Linked DNA regions of Mus musculus: all the other regions are linked to region 3. Evidence: chromatin contacts called from public promoter capture Hi-C data. All regions are on one chromosome and are shown on one strand. The core of a region is the stretch at or near the end of the contact, and the rest is flanking DNA. Distances in the headings are between cores, read along the strand shown.

What was found. Promoter capture Hi-C pulls out the DNA fragments that hold promoters and counts their contacts.
Region 1: a contact with region 3 is called in a promoter capture Hi-C map of liver. The contact joins the promoter of Efhb here to the promoter of Sult1c2 in region 3. A contact is called at or near these places in 5 of 39 promoter capture datasets (the C10 cell line, the HPC-7 cell line, hippocampal neurons and 1 more), 1 of 15 datasets of contacts at CTCF or cohesin (pro-B cells) and 2 of 115 datasets of contacts at active chromatin or transcription factors (embryonic stem cells and stem cell-derived neural progenitor cells).
Region 2: a contact with region 3 is called in a promoter capture Hi-C map of liver. The contact joins the promoter of Kat2b here to the promoter of Sult1c2 in region 3. A contact is called at or near these places in 3 of 39 promoter capture datasets (hippocampal neurons and liver) and 2 of 115 datasets of contacts at active chromatin or transcription factors (embryonic stem cells and stem cell-derived neural progenitor cells).

What each region holds. Positions count from the first base shown.
Region 1 is chr17:53,461,344-53,465,585 of GRCm38.p6, forward strand. It overlaps Efhb (EF hand domain family, member B), which reads right to left and starts at 1,978. Exons shown (of 13, transcript NM_172497.3): 1 at 1,088-1,978. The coding sequence starts at 1,936.
Region 2 is chr17:53,565,392-53,569,642 of GRCm38.p6, forward strand. It overlaps Kat2b (K(lysine) acetyltransferase 2B), which reads left to right and starts at 1,580. Exons shown (of 18, transcript NM_020005.4): 1 at 1,580-2,187. The coding sequence starts at 1,939.
Region 3 is chr17:53,843,519-53,848,069 of GRCm38.p6, forward strand. Sult1c2 (sulfotransferase family, cytosolic, 1C, member 2) reads right to left here and starts at 2,440. Exons shown (of 8, transcript NM_026935.4): 1 at 2,259-2,440.

The DNA.
Region 1 (4,242 bases), core at 728-3,227, 380 kb before region 3:
AGAGCAAAGGACATACACTTTCCATCTCATGTTGACCTGGACTCCCACAATGATGACTACAAGAGTTTGCTGAAGACAGACAATGCCAAGTGAACAATGAACATAAAAGACATGCCTCTCCCCACTCACCATATGAAAGTGAGAAATCTTGGTAGTGTCAGGGTGTGAGAGGGTTGAGGAGATGGAGAATGGGGAGAAAATAAAAGTCAAAGGTAGAGAGAGAAGGAAATGAGGAAAAAATCACAGGTGTGTAAACGGCAGCAAGCTAGCACCTAGAGAAGGAAGGCAGGGACTCAGAAGACTTCTAAGGAACTTCTGCAAAGAGTCCAGTATCAAAAGGGTTAGAATCTGTACTGGTGGTGGGCAGTGGTGCCATACACCTTTAATCCCAGTTATCTGAGGCAGAGGCAGATGAATCTCTGAGTTGTCCAGAAGACCCAGGGCTACTCAGAGAAACCCTGTCTCAAACAACAACAAAATAACAATATAATTGCATTCTTAATAATAATAACTACAGTCTTTAAAAATAATATTTACTGGCTAGTTTTATGTCAATTTGACACAAGCTGGGGTCATTTAAGAGGAGAAAATTGAGAAAATACTACCATAAGATCAAGCTGTAGGCAAGCCTGTAGGGCATTTTCCTAATTAGTGATTTATGGGGGAGGTCCCAGATTATGGGTGATGCCATTCCTGTGCCAATAGTCCTGGGTTCTATAAGAAAGCAGGCTGAGCAAGCCACAAAGAGCAAGCCAATAAGCAGTACCTGCGCATGGCCTACCTCAGCTCCTGCATCTAGGTGTCTGTCCTGCTTGAGAGTTCCTGTCCTGATTTTGATGAGGAACTGTGATATGAAATCATTAGCTGAATAAATCCTTTCTTCTCCAACTTGCCTTTGGTCATAGTGTTTCAGCATAGCAATAGCAACCCTAACTACGACAGAATCCCAATGAAAACTTTGCTATTTGTCTCTAAAAACACAAACCAGCCTCACTACTACAACATCTCAGGAAAGACATGGCTATCCACGAGTTCCAGGGGAAACCCTAGGAGAAACAAACAAACACACACAATAACATGAACTTACACTTGGCCAGCAAGGCACCCGATCAAAGAACTTCCCTGAGTATATGGGCCTGATGTTCCCTGGAGGCTCCACTCCGGGTTCGGTGCTGCCGGGCTCCTTTTTCTCTTCCGGTTGTTGGGCAAATGGACATTCAGAAGGTTCTCTTACTAAACCTATTAGAGGCTCTGTATTCTTGGCTTCATCTGATTCCTGAGTTTGTGGCAACCCGATGTCTACCTCCTTAGGGGGCATCTCTGGGTAGGGGTTCATCACGACACAGGTGGGTTCTTTTTCCGGTTCTTTTCTCAGTTCCAAACCTACAACAGGTTGCTTTTCCACTACAGCATCCGTCCAAGCAGAACCCCAGGCTAAAGGCCTCCTTCTGCTCTCTGCCGCCAGCGGACTTGCATGTACTGTGCTGAAAGGAGGGTGTAGTGTCCCTCCGTAGCGAAGGCGAGGCGGAAGGCCCTTGTTTTCTGGCCCCACTCTTCCTGGTAACACACCCAGAGGTTTTGATCCCTGGAAGGCAGAGCCTTTGTGAAGTCCTAAATTACCCATCTCTGTGGGTGTCCCAGAAATAGTATGTCTTTCTAATCCTACTCCAAGAGCATGGCAAGGTGGCGATTTTGCTTCTGATGATCCCATCCTCTCTCTCCATTTTCGATCTTGTTCTAGTCTCAAGTCAAACCCCAGCTCCGTGGGAGATTTTGACCCCCTAAGTACCCTGTCTCTTATATCGTCCTTTTGCTCTGGGGTGAGTCCAAGTTCCGAGATTTCAGGTGCTCTCGTCCTTCTCAGGGAACTCATCTCTAACGGAGAAGCTGAAGTTTGCAAAGGTTTGGGGGACCCCACTCTCACAAACGAACACATACTCCCAGTACTCCGTGCAGACTACTTCCTGCCTAGGACACTGGATGGAGTCTGTTTATTCCGTTACCTGGGAAACAGACTTGGGGCGGGGCTTGGCGAGCAATTCTTCTCTGTAACCCGCCCCGCCCATCTTTCTTTCTTGGTCGTGCTGTTGGCTTCTCCTTTTCTTTCCCAGAATCCCAGTTTCTGTTTCGTGCTCCTTCACTATCTCTGTTTCTCCTCTCTGTCTCCGCTCCCCCGCCCCCCCCCCGTGCCTCTCTCTCTCTCTCTCTCTCTCTCTCTCTCTCTCTCAATATTATTTTCATTTATGTGTATGCGAGTGTGTGTGTGTGCAAAAGTTACAAAAGCCAGATAGTCGCGGGCCCTGGAGAAAGCTTTCAAAGGCTGAGCCATCTCCCTAGCATCAGTCTGTGTTCACCCCGAATCCCCAACTTCTCCCTCGCACATTCAGGTGGATACTAAACCTGATGTTTGCCAAGTTCTCTTCCGTTTCCCAAGTTATACACTCCTATTTTGAGCTTTAGTAAACCATGGTGCAGTTGCAGAACTCAGGAGGTTGAAGCAGGAGGATAGCCATGAGTTCAATGTCAGCCTAAGGCAAAAGAAACTCGGAAAGAGAAAGGGAAGGAGATATAGATACACATGGCTATCAGCTTCTTTACTGGTGATCTGACTGAAAATCATCTTGCAGTGATTGTTCCTCCTAGGTCTTTCCTTTCCCACAAGTCTCTCCAGTGCTTGGAGTTATCTTAATGCTAAAGGATCTGGAATGCACAGAGCCTATAATCTCAGTGCTCAGAGTCAGAGAGGCAAGAGGATCACTGTGAGTTCCAGGCTAGCCTGGTCTACAAAGGTGCTCTAGACTAGCAACGGCTACTTAGTTAGACCCTCTATCGGAATCACCACCCTCACCCACCCACCCACCGCTCAAAAAACAATCACACATAAGCACCCATGCTCCCTCCCCTACCGTTGAAATTGGGCATCAATCCAGAACCTCAGGGGTGCCAGGTGATCTCTCTTCTACTGAGGTAAATCTCTACTGAGGTAAATCTCTACTGAGGTAAATCTCTACTGAGGTAAATCTCTACTGAGGTAAATCTCCAGCTCTAAAGAATGACTTGAAGGGTCAGGGAGATCGCTCAGTGGATAAAAGCTCCACAAACCTGACACCCTCAGTTCAGACACCAAGGCTCATATACTGACTCCCTTGTCAGAGTTCTCTGATCTCCACATGAGCCCAGTGGCAACCCTAGCCCTAACCCCAAGTAAATTGAAATGTAATTAAAAAAGGGGAGCTCAAGGAGGGGGAACCGGGAAGGGGGCAACTTATGGAATGTGCCTTAACCAGGGTTTCTATTCCTGCACAAACATCATGACCAAGAATTAAGCTGGGGAGGAAAGGATTTATTCAGCTTACACTTTCCACATTGCTGTTGACCACCAAAAGAAGTCAGGTCTGGAACTCAAGCAGGTCAGGAAGCAGGAGCTGATGCAGAGGCCATGGAGTGATGTTCTTTACTGGCTTGCTTCCCCTGGCTTGCTCAGCCTGCTCTCTTATAGAACCCAAGACTACCAGCCCAGAGATGGTACCACCCACAAGGGGCCCTTCCCCCTTGATCACTAATTGAGAAAATGCCCCACAGCTGGATCTCATGGAGGCATTTCCTCAACTGAAGCTCCTTTCTCTGTGATAACTCCAGCTGTGTCAAGTTGACACAAAACTAGCCAGTACAGAATGTAAATAAATAAAATAATTTAATAATGATGTTTAAAAATGAAAAAAGAAAAGAGGCCCCAAACAACAAACACATAGGTAATCAAGAGAATCGTAAGGACAATCTTTAAAAACCTGTACTCCACCAAAATGGAAAAATCTAAATCAAATGGATAACTTTCCTTTAAAAAAAAAAAAAAAAAAAACTCCTTTATTGACTCTTTGTGAGTTTCACACCGTTCACCCCAACCCCACTCATCTCCCCGTTCTCTTAGATCTCCCCTGTGCCCTTGCAACCTCCTTTACAAAAGAAAGAAAAAAAATTTAAATAGACAAAACAAAACAAAGCATAGAAAATATCCCATCGTGATAACTGTAGTGGGTCACAGTCTGTTCCATAGTCTACCCTTTAGTCCACACATCTTTATTTGCAAATGTTTATTGCAATGAGTCATTGGTCTGGTTGGAGACCTCTGGCTTCTGCTATACCATCAACACTGGATCCTTACCAGGACTCCTTTCGGCGGATATCCAGGTGTTGCCCTGTGCCATGGAGATCCTGCAGCTTTGGATCTGCAGGGTTGGCCCT
Region 2 (4,251 bases), core at 330-2,829, 280 kb before region 3:
AACATATAAGAGAACCTGGATTTCCCCAGTAAGTAATGTTTTAATGACATTATTGTAGAAACTTGAAGAACAAACAACCAGAGGACAGTGATGTAAAACCTGAGCTTTTTCGGGAGGCAGAGGCAGGAGGATTTCTGAGTTCGAGGCCAGCCTGGTCTACAAAGTGAGTTGCAGGACAGCCAGGGCTACACAGAGAAACCCTGTCTTGAGCCCTCCCACCCCCAACAAAACAAAACAAAAAACCCCTGAGCTTTTTTTTTTTTTTTTTTTTTTTTTTTTCCCCAGACAGGATTTCTCTGTGTAGCCCTGGCTGTCCTGCAACTCACTTTGTAGACCAGGCTGACCTCGAACTCAGAAATCCACTTGCCTCTGCCTCCCAAATGCCAGGATTAAAGACATGCTGAGTTCTTTTTTTTTTTTTTTCCTTGTTTCTTTATATACAAGGTTTCACTGTGTAGCCCTAGCTGACCTGGAACTCCTAACAGTAGACCAGAATTCCTCAAACTCACAGAGCCTGGCCAGTCTCTGCTTCTGCAGTTCTGGGGTCAAAGGTGAAGACCACCGCTCCTGGCCTGTTTTTTAATTAATTTAATTAATTTTTGAGGCAAGAGTCTTACTCTATTGAGCTTCCACACTAGGCTAAGGTCAAGCCTAGGTAAGGACTTCAGTTAGATGTAGCCTAGTAAGGCTGCAGTTTCACAGCAGGTGTCACTCCTTTGAGAAGAGACTTCTTTCTCTCTTGGCATTGCATTACTCTGCGTTAAAAGGACACAGAATCTGGCGAAACACATCTTGAGACATAAAATGCAACTTTAAGCATGACTGGTAAGAGTATTTGCAAGGGAAAGCCCATCCCATATGGCTGGAGTTCAGCAGGAGCTACCAAGCTTGCTAGACAACCAATCACAAATTCATTACGACCATTGTCCCACATTGTGACTATGCTTGCTCCGCAGAATTAGGGCACTTGCCAACGGTGCTGACCGGCAATGCAGGGCTATTCAAATCGCTTTAGGAAGGTTGACCCATGTGAAAAAATGAAACAATCTCTTCCTACCATCAGAGCCAGGGACAATAGTTTTGATTTTGAAGTTTAAGTCAAAATCGGAATCACTTTCCTGGACGCTGTCTTTCTGGTTAACTTGAAAACAATAGACACACTAGCAGCTGAAAGTAGCCAACCTCGAGTGAACCCCGTAGGCGGACTAATTTCAAACTTTTTCCATGCGTTTAGTTTTCATTTCGCCGACATGTAATGTTCTCAAACGAACAAGTATTATGTGATACACACACACACACACACACACACACACACACACACACCACACACACACACCATTGAGTCATCTCCCTCCCTCTCTGGTCATATTCGGTTCAGAAACTACCAGGAGAAGACGATGGGGAAGAATTGTTTAAAAAAAAAAAGTTTAACTCAAAGTCAAAAAAAAAAAAAAAAAAAAAAGGAACCCTTCACGCCATGATTTTGGTGAATTAGCAACAAAGAGGAGGATTGGCCGCTGACGGGTACTTCTGGAAAACATTTTTTTTTCCTCTGGCTCCCGCTAGGGTGGAGGAAGTTGGGTCTCGGCGCGGGAGGGTGTCAGGCCCAGGGACGCCAGCAGCGCAGGGCGGCAGGTGCCTGGGCTGCAGCGGCCCGGTCTCGCGGGTCGCCGGTCACCTACGGGCCCTGGCGCTCCCGGCGGGCGGCTACGCTCGCAGCAGCATGCCGGAGGCCCAGGGGAGCAGAGCGCGGCCAAGGCGCTCGGGCCCGCTAGCGTCCTAGCCGCCTGGGGAGGCGCGGGGGCCTGCGATCGCTGGCGGCCGAGTGCGGCGGGGGCGGGGAGGGCGCAGGGCGGCGGCCGGGGGGGGGGGAGGGTCTCGGCTCCGCCACCAGCGCCCGCGGGGACCCTGGCAGCTGCGGGTGACAGTCGGGGCGGCATGGCCGAGGCTGGCGGGGCCGGGTCCCCAGCACTGCCTCCCGCGCCCCCGCACGGTTCCCCCCGGACCCTGGCCACCGCTGCCGGGAGCTCTGCTTCCTGCGGGCCAGCGACCGCGGTGGCCGCGGCGGGCACGGCCGAGGGACCGGGAGGAGGCGGCTCGGCCCGGATCGCCGTGAAGAAGGCGCAGTTGCGCTCTGCTCCGCGGGCGAAGAAGCTGGAGAAACTCGGCGTGTACTCCGCCTGCAAGGTACCCGCTGGGATGAGCACAATCGCGGGGTCACGGGCGGGCTCGGACCCCCCCTCCCCTCCCCCACCCACTCCCAGCTTCCCGCCGGCACCGCGGAAGTGCTGCGTTCTGTGCGCGCGCTCTGCCGCTGCGGCTTGCACAGCATCTCACTGGGACAGGGGTAGGGGGTCTTCTAGATCTGCCGGTGTCCCTCTTCTGGGAAGGATGAGTCTTGGCTTCGGAGCGCTCGGCACTGGGGCTTTTTCTGCTCTGTAGGAGCTCGCGGGAGTCCTTTCACAGGGAGTGTAACTGTGCTTGGTGTGGCAGATCTGTCGGGGTTGGGAAGCAGCTTTTTTGGGGTTGGGGGCATCTTAGCGTGTGTCTCCCCGCGCTCGCCCTCCCCACTGAGCCCCGCTAGGAGGAGCTGGGTTGTGGAGCACCCAGAAGTGTCCTGGAATCCTGGCGCTCTACGGGAGCGAAGGGGCGGAGCGCGGGGTGGGAGGTGGGCACTGCCCCAAGCCCCTGTCCTTTGGCGCCTGGCGGCCTCGGCCGTGCGGCGACAACCCTGTCATTATTGTTATTATTTATTTAGCGAAAGCGGGATCCTGGCCGCTTAGGGTGTAAACAGGGTCTGGCAGGGTGACAGCCCAGGCGGCGAGCGCGTCTGCTCAGTTTGAAGACAGCTTTCTTGCCATTCTCCCTCTTTGGGGACTTTAGGCACCCAGGGCATCCAGCTGTAGAGCACTTGTAGGGGGCTCAGCATCTCCAGGCTGCAGGGGAGAGCGACTCTGCACTGTAGACTGCGGCTTTGTTTTGACTGGGTGACAGCAGAAGTGGGCGGGGACTTGGCCTTGTCAGCCCGGGCGGCCTGTGGTTGGGACCAGGCACTCACTCACTCACACCTCCCGTGTTGCTTGCTGCTCCAGCTTACTACTGTAAAAGGAGTCGCATCCGCAGCATCCAGGTTCTCATTCCTACTCCCCACTGTACAGCCAGGATGGATAAACCTGGTAGATGACTTCCCTTCCGGGACATTCTGGTTGTCGTGTTTTCTGGAGCTTTAAGGACCTTGGGGTCTCAAGCATGCCCTGCCCATTCCTTGTGGTCACCTCCTGTTTATCGATGCAGTCACAGCACCTGCTGTGCCTTCCTGAGAGGGCTCCAGTGCGGTGCCTTATGCACACAAATATGCTTTGGAATCGCTAAAAGCAAAAATCAGGAGGTCTGGGGTGGGGTCTGAGGAGTTACATTTCCAACAAAGCCCCCCAGGAGATGTGAGTGGCAACTGAGAATACTTTCCACGAAGCAAGTATATTACTACTTTTGAATTCTGCAGAGGAGCTGGGAAATACTAACGTCACGTGGTATAGACTAAGGCGTGCAAAAAAAAAAAATTGGAAGTATGTTTCTAAGAAATGGGAAAGGCGAGGGGCTCTACTCCAAAAGCTATTGACTTCCTTAGTTTTACAGTCCTACCAGTCCGACCTACCATCCACCTTAGACAGGACCTCTGGTGTAGCATGCCGGGGAGAGAGTGGCCAACAGAACCCAGAGCAAGTTCAAGGACTTAATAAATAGGCTTGGCCTTTGCAGCTGCTCTAGTCTCATTCAGAAAGCCAGCTATGTAGTCCTGACTTAGTTTTCAGTATTAGCCTGAGTCCCCATCACCAATACCCATCTCCATACTGCCTCCTGTCTGAAAACTTTCCAGTGGTTGTACACATGCATTCTTTTTAACTTTCTCTAGGTCTTCCTATGAAGTCCAGGATGGTCTTGAACTCCTATCTGCCTAGGATTACAGTTCTACCACCATGCTCCTCCCCTGGCCTTCCCAAATACTTTGAATTATTCATTATTATTCAATTATTTGAAACTTCAAGTGTATAACTTGAGAATTTTTTTTTTTTTGGTCATATTTTCTGACAATCTCCTAGGAAAGAAAAACCTGTTATTCTTTCTTCCTGCTTTTGAGAGACTCTGAAATGAAGTTTAGTGTGTGTGGTGTTTGTCTGCGAGTGTCAGAGAGTGTTCATCTCTTCTGTGTGCTCCTTGAGTCATCTCACCAGCCTGAAAGTGTGCCGTCTT
Region 3 (4,551 bases), core at 1,190-3,689:
CCTATAGAATTGCCCTTCTCCTCGGCTTCTTTCAGCCTCCCCAACTCAACAACAGGGGTTGTGATAGCCAGAAGCTGGAAACAACCTAGATGTCCCACAACAGAAGAATGGATACAGAAAATGTGGTTCATTTACACAATGGAATACTACTCAGCTATTAAGAGTGAGAACATCCTGACGCTTGCAGGTAAATGCATGGAACTATAAAATATCATCCTGAGTGAGGTAACTCAGACCCAAAAGGACAGGCATGGTATGCACTCACTAATAAGTGGATATTAGCCAAAAGAAAAAAAAAAGAGAGAGAGAGAGAGAGAGAGAGAGAGAGACAGAGACAGAGACAGAGAGAGAGAGACAGAGAGAGGAGAGGGAAGAAAGAAAGAAAGAAAGAAAGAAAGAAAGAAAGAAAGAAAGAAAGAAGCCCCATACAGAATACACAAGATACAGTCCAAAGAATTCAGAAGGCTCAACAAGCTGAAGTGCCCAAGTGAGAGTGCCTCAGTCCCACTTGGGAGAGAGAAGAAAGCAATCACAAGTTGGGAGGGAGGAGGTAGGGACTTGGGAGGTAATGTAGACGGGGATGGCAGGGCAGTGGGGGAGTAGAGGGGAACCTGATCTAATATTGGGTGAGAGAAAAGGACAGAAGCCCTGAGGGACAGCAGAAAGAATGGAAACAGTCAACCTCAGGAAGTAGGAGGTTGGGAGGACCCCTAAGAATGCACCAGAGACCTGGGACAATAAGAGACTCCCAGGACTCATAGGGAGGGACCTTTGATGAGGTGATCAGAAGTGGGGAGAGGGAAGTTGTGGAGCCAACCTCCAGTACACATTTGTGGGGTTGCCATCCCACAGTCACAACTCTGACCCATAATTGTTTCTGTCCGAAAGAATTACAGGGTTGGAAATGGAGAGGAGTCTGAGGAGAAGTTTCAGCAACAGGCCCAAAGTAGGATCCAGCTCAAGGGGAGGTCCCAGGGCCTGACACTGTTACTGATGCTATGCTCACAAAAAGAGATCTATCATGACTGCCCTCAGAGGGACCCAACAAGCAGCTGAAAGAGTTAACCTTTCATTTTGTTTTCTGAGACAGGTCCTCACACTGTCCTCCAGATAGGCTTTGAAATTATAGCAATCCCCCACCTTCAGCTTCAAGGGGATCTAACTTTGCATGTGAACTTTACAGATCTTATGCCATGGTTCGATAGCTACTTGCTTATATAAGTAACGTCCCTAAGCAGGAGACCTGGTCCAATCCCTTTTATAGGCCTAGCTTGGATGGTAGTCAGGAACTTTGACAAAAGGAGAGTCAGGGGTGGTAAAGAAATAGTCATAGTCAGAGAAATCTAGTTGGCTCACAAGAGTGGAGGCTTTGTGGGGAGGAAGTTCAGGGTACATAAAGAGATGCTATCTTGGAGAGGTGTCTGCATGAATTTCTAAGTTGAATACAGCCGGTGTTAGCGTCACATGCTTTTTATTATTTTTCTTAGGTTTCTTGGGACTTAGGATCTTTCTGACTTGTGTTACTCTACTTACACATTAGCACTTGTATGACTGAATACTAAGTCTCTCGCAGAGACAAAGTGTGGAGCAGAGACTGAAGGAAAGGCCATCCAGAGACTGCCCCACCTGGGGATTCATACCATATACAGACACCAAACCCAACATTATTGTGGGTGCCAACAAGTGTTTGCTGACAGGAGCCTAATATAGCTGTCTCCTGAGAGGCTCTATCAAAGTCTGGCAAGTATAGAATCAGATCCTTGCAGCCAACCATTGGACTGAGCATGGGGTCCCCAATGGAGAAGTTAGAGAAAGGACTGAGGAGCTGAAGGGGTTTTCAACCCATAGGAAGAACAACAGTATGAACCAACATGACCCCCCCCCCCTCCCTTAGAGCTCCCAAGGACTAAACCACCAAACAAAGAGTACGTATGGAGCAGGCCCATGGCTCCAGTCACATAGGTAGCAGAGGATGGCCTTGTTGGACAACAATGAGAGAAGAGGACCTTGGTCCTGGGAAGGCTCAATGTCTCAGTGTAGGGGAATGCCAGGGCAGGGAGGCAGGAGTGGGTAAATAGGTGAGTGGGCACATTCATAGAAGCAGGGTCAGGGAGGATGAGATACAGGGGTTCCGGAGGGAAAACTGGGAAAGAGGATAACATTTGAAATGTAAAGAAATAAAATATCCAATAAAATAAAAATAAAAGAACATACACCAAAAAGTTAGGCCAAATATTTCAGATAAGCTGTGCTCTTACCTTCAAGCTCTAGTTGTCTGTAATTGGAAAGCTGGACTGCCCAGTGTTCAGTGAGTACAAAAGTACATATAGAGGAAGGAGGGACGTATTTCTGGCAAGCACAGAGGCTCAAATTCTACTGTGCCAAAAGTACCCAACCTTTAGCAATCGATCTCGAAGGCTCTGCAGTCAGTGGGATCAGCTAGAGCCTTAATCAACAGAGTCGAGGCTACAAGAAACAAACCTTGGCATCAGCCCAATGAGGAAGTAACTTTCACAGTGTAGTGATCGCTCGTCTCTGAGCCTCCACTATTTCCAGTGCTTGCAGACTCAAGGCTGTTTAGACAAATTCAAAGAGGAAAGCATACTGCTCCTCCCATTCTAAGACCACCTGACTCCCCACTATGTGCAAGCTTCTAGCTTTGGAGTAGAGTTCCCGTGTTCTTGCTGATTGGTATTCTTTCTCTCTAGTCTGATAGAGTTTAAAATAGGAAAAAAAAAAAAAGAAAAAAAAAAAACCTAGAGTGTAGCCACGCTTATGATTCAAAAAGAAAAATCCCCAAAAGCTGTCACGTTCAGTCTTTTGCTCAAAACAGCCTGTGCCTGGATGAGTGCATTCCCTATTAAGTTACTCAAAGCAGCTGCATGAGGCTGATCTACATGGCCCCTATTCACCTTTCAGGACTCGTGATGCCAAGCTGTGCCAAACTAAAAAATTATTAACCAGCAGGTTTCACTAAGTAAACTAATTCTTAACATCGCCTTGCCTATGGTGGAAAGAAGCTTAAAACATGAGTAAATTTAAAAGATATTTCAGAACATGAGTCCCTTTTCTTAGTCTTACTAGCTTGCTAAAAATTTTTTTTTCTTCTACCATAAGAGTTTGTCTTAGTTACTTGGGACCTCTTCTGTTGGCAAGTAAATAGAATTGGATTCCGTAATGGGGAAACAAGAAAGCTGATTGCAGGGTCTCAGGCATCCAGTGAGACCTTCTTAGAGATTTCCTTTCTACATCTATAAAATGTGAGGCATGCTAACTGCCTCCAATCAGTACGCTTAGATAAAACAGAAAAAACAAGAAACAAACAAACAAACAAACAAACCACCTAGCACCGACTAAGTAGCTACAAATGTTGACTTTTCCCCTTTCTTCCCAGGGTATATTCATTGACACACACACATGCAGAAGGAACAGAACAGAAGTTTAGACCTAGAGCTTAAAAATGTGTTTACTAATGCTCACCTCATCTCATGGTACAAACTATATTCCTTGGTGTTCTTGGCTACCTCAGATCAAACTGAGCTTATGTTAATCTCTTCTGGAAACTTCTAAACCTGTATCCTAGTATCTGTGTGGAGATATCCTACATGGCATGCAACTATTTTCATACTCAAAGTGTCACTCTAGACTCTTTACCCCGTATAACAGTAACATTTATGAACTGAACAAGTATTTGTTGAGGGCGAGTGTAAAGGAGATAAACCCACAGTTTCTACCACCCTGGCATACATATTTAGTGAGCATTGATTGCAACTGATTCCTTCATGGTCACAGTGATGAACTAAAGTGCCACTCAATCTTCCAACAGTTCTGTTTGCTTCCTCTACCACACAACAAACTGTGAGCCACCAATCAGATACCAGTAAATGAGAAAACAGAAATGGTGAACAGGTTGCCACAGTTAGAACAGACAGCTAGAAACCAGGGAAGAAAGAGGGTGAAGGTCCTCAAATATTCAGCCATTTCTGACGGCCTATGGGTCAAGTAAGGGGGTCTTTAGAAAAGAAAATCTGTAAATATATATAACCATAAAGGCATCAAACACAATTTTATTAAACAAATACTGTTTATTAGGTCTAAATCCACAGATTAACCACCACGATGACGTTGGATGACTTTAGTACCCAATTCTCAAAAAATTTAGAGGTTGCCCAGACAAAAACTACACAGAGAAACATTTGAATTGGATGAAATCATAACACAAAATGACAAAAGTATCTTACAGCACGTTTACCTGAACATTAAAATTATACTTTCTCCTCAGGAGAACAAAGACTCTCTCCAATATTGACCATATATTAGAACAAAAAGGAACTTTTAACAAACACAGGAAAATCTAAATAACTTCCTGCATTCTAGCTGAATAAAATGAAATATTACAGCTGTGAATGCCTAAATGAAAAAACAATTGAGTGGACAAAAATCAATCAATAACTTAATCATACATCCAAAAGCCTTGAAAATCAAGAAAAAAACCAAACCCCAAATCAGTAGATGAAAAGACAAAATCAAAATGAGGTCAAAACTTTCCAT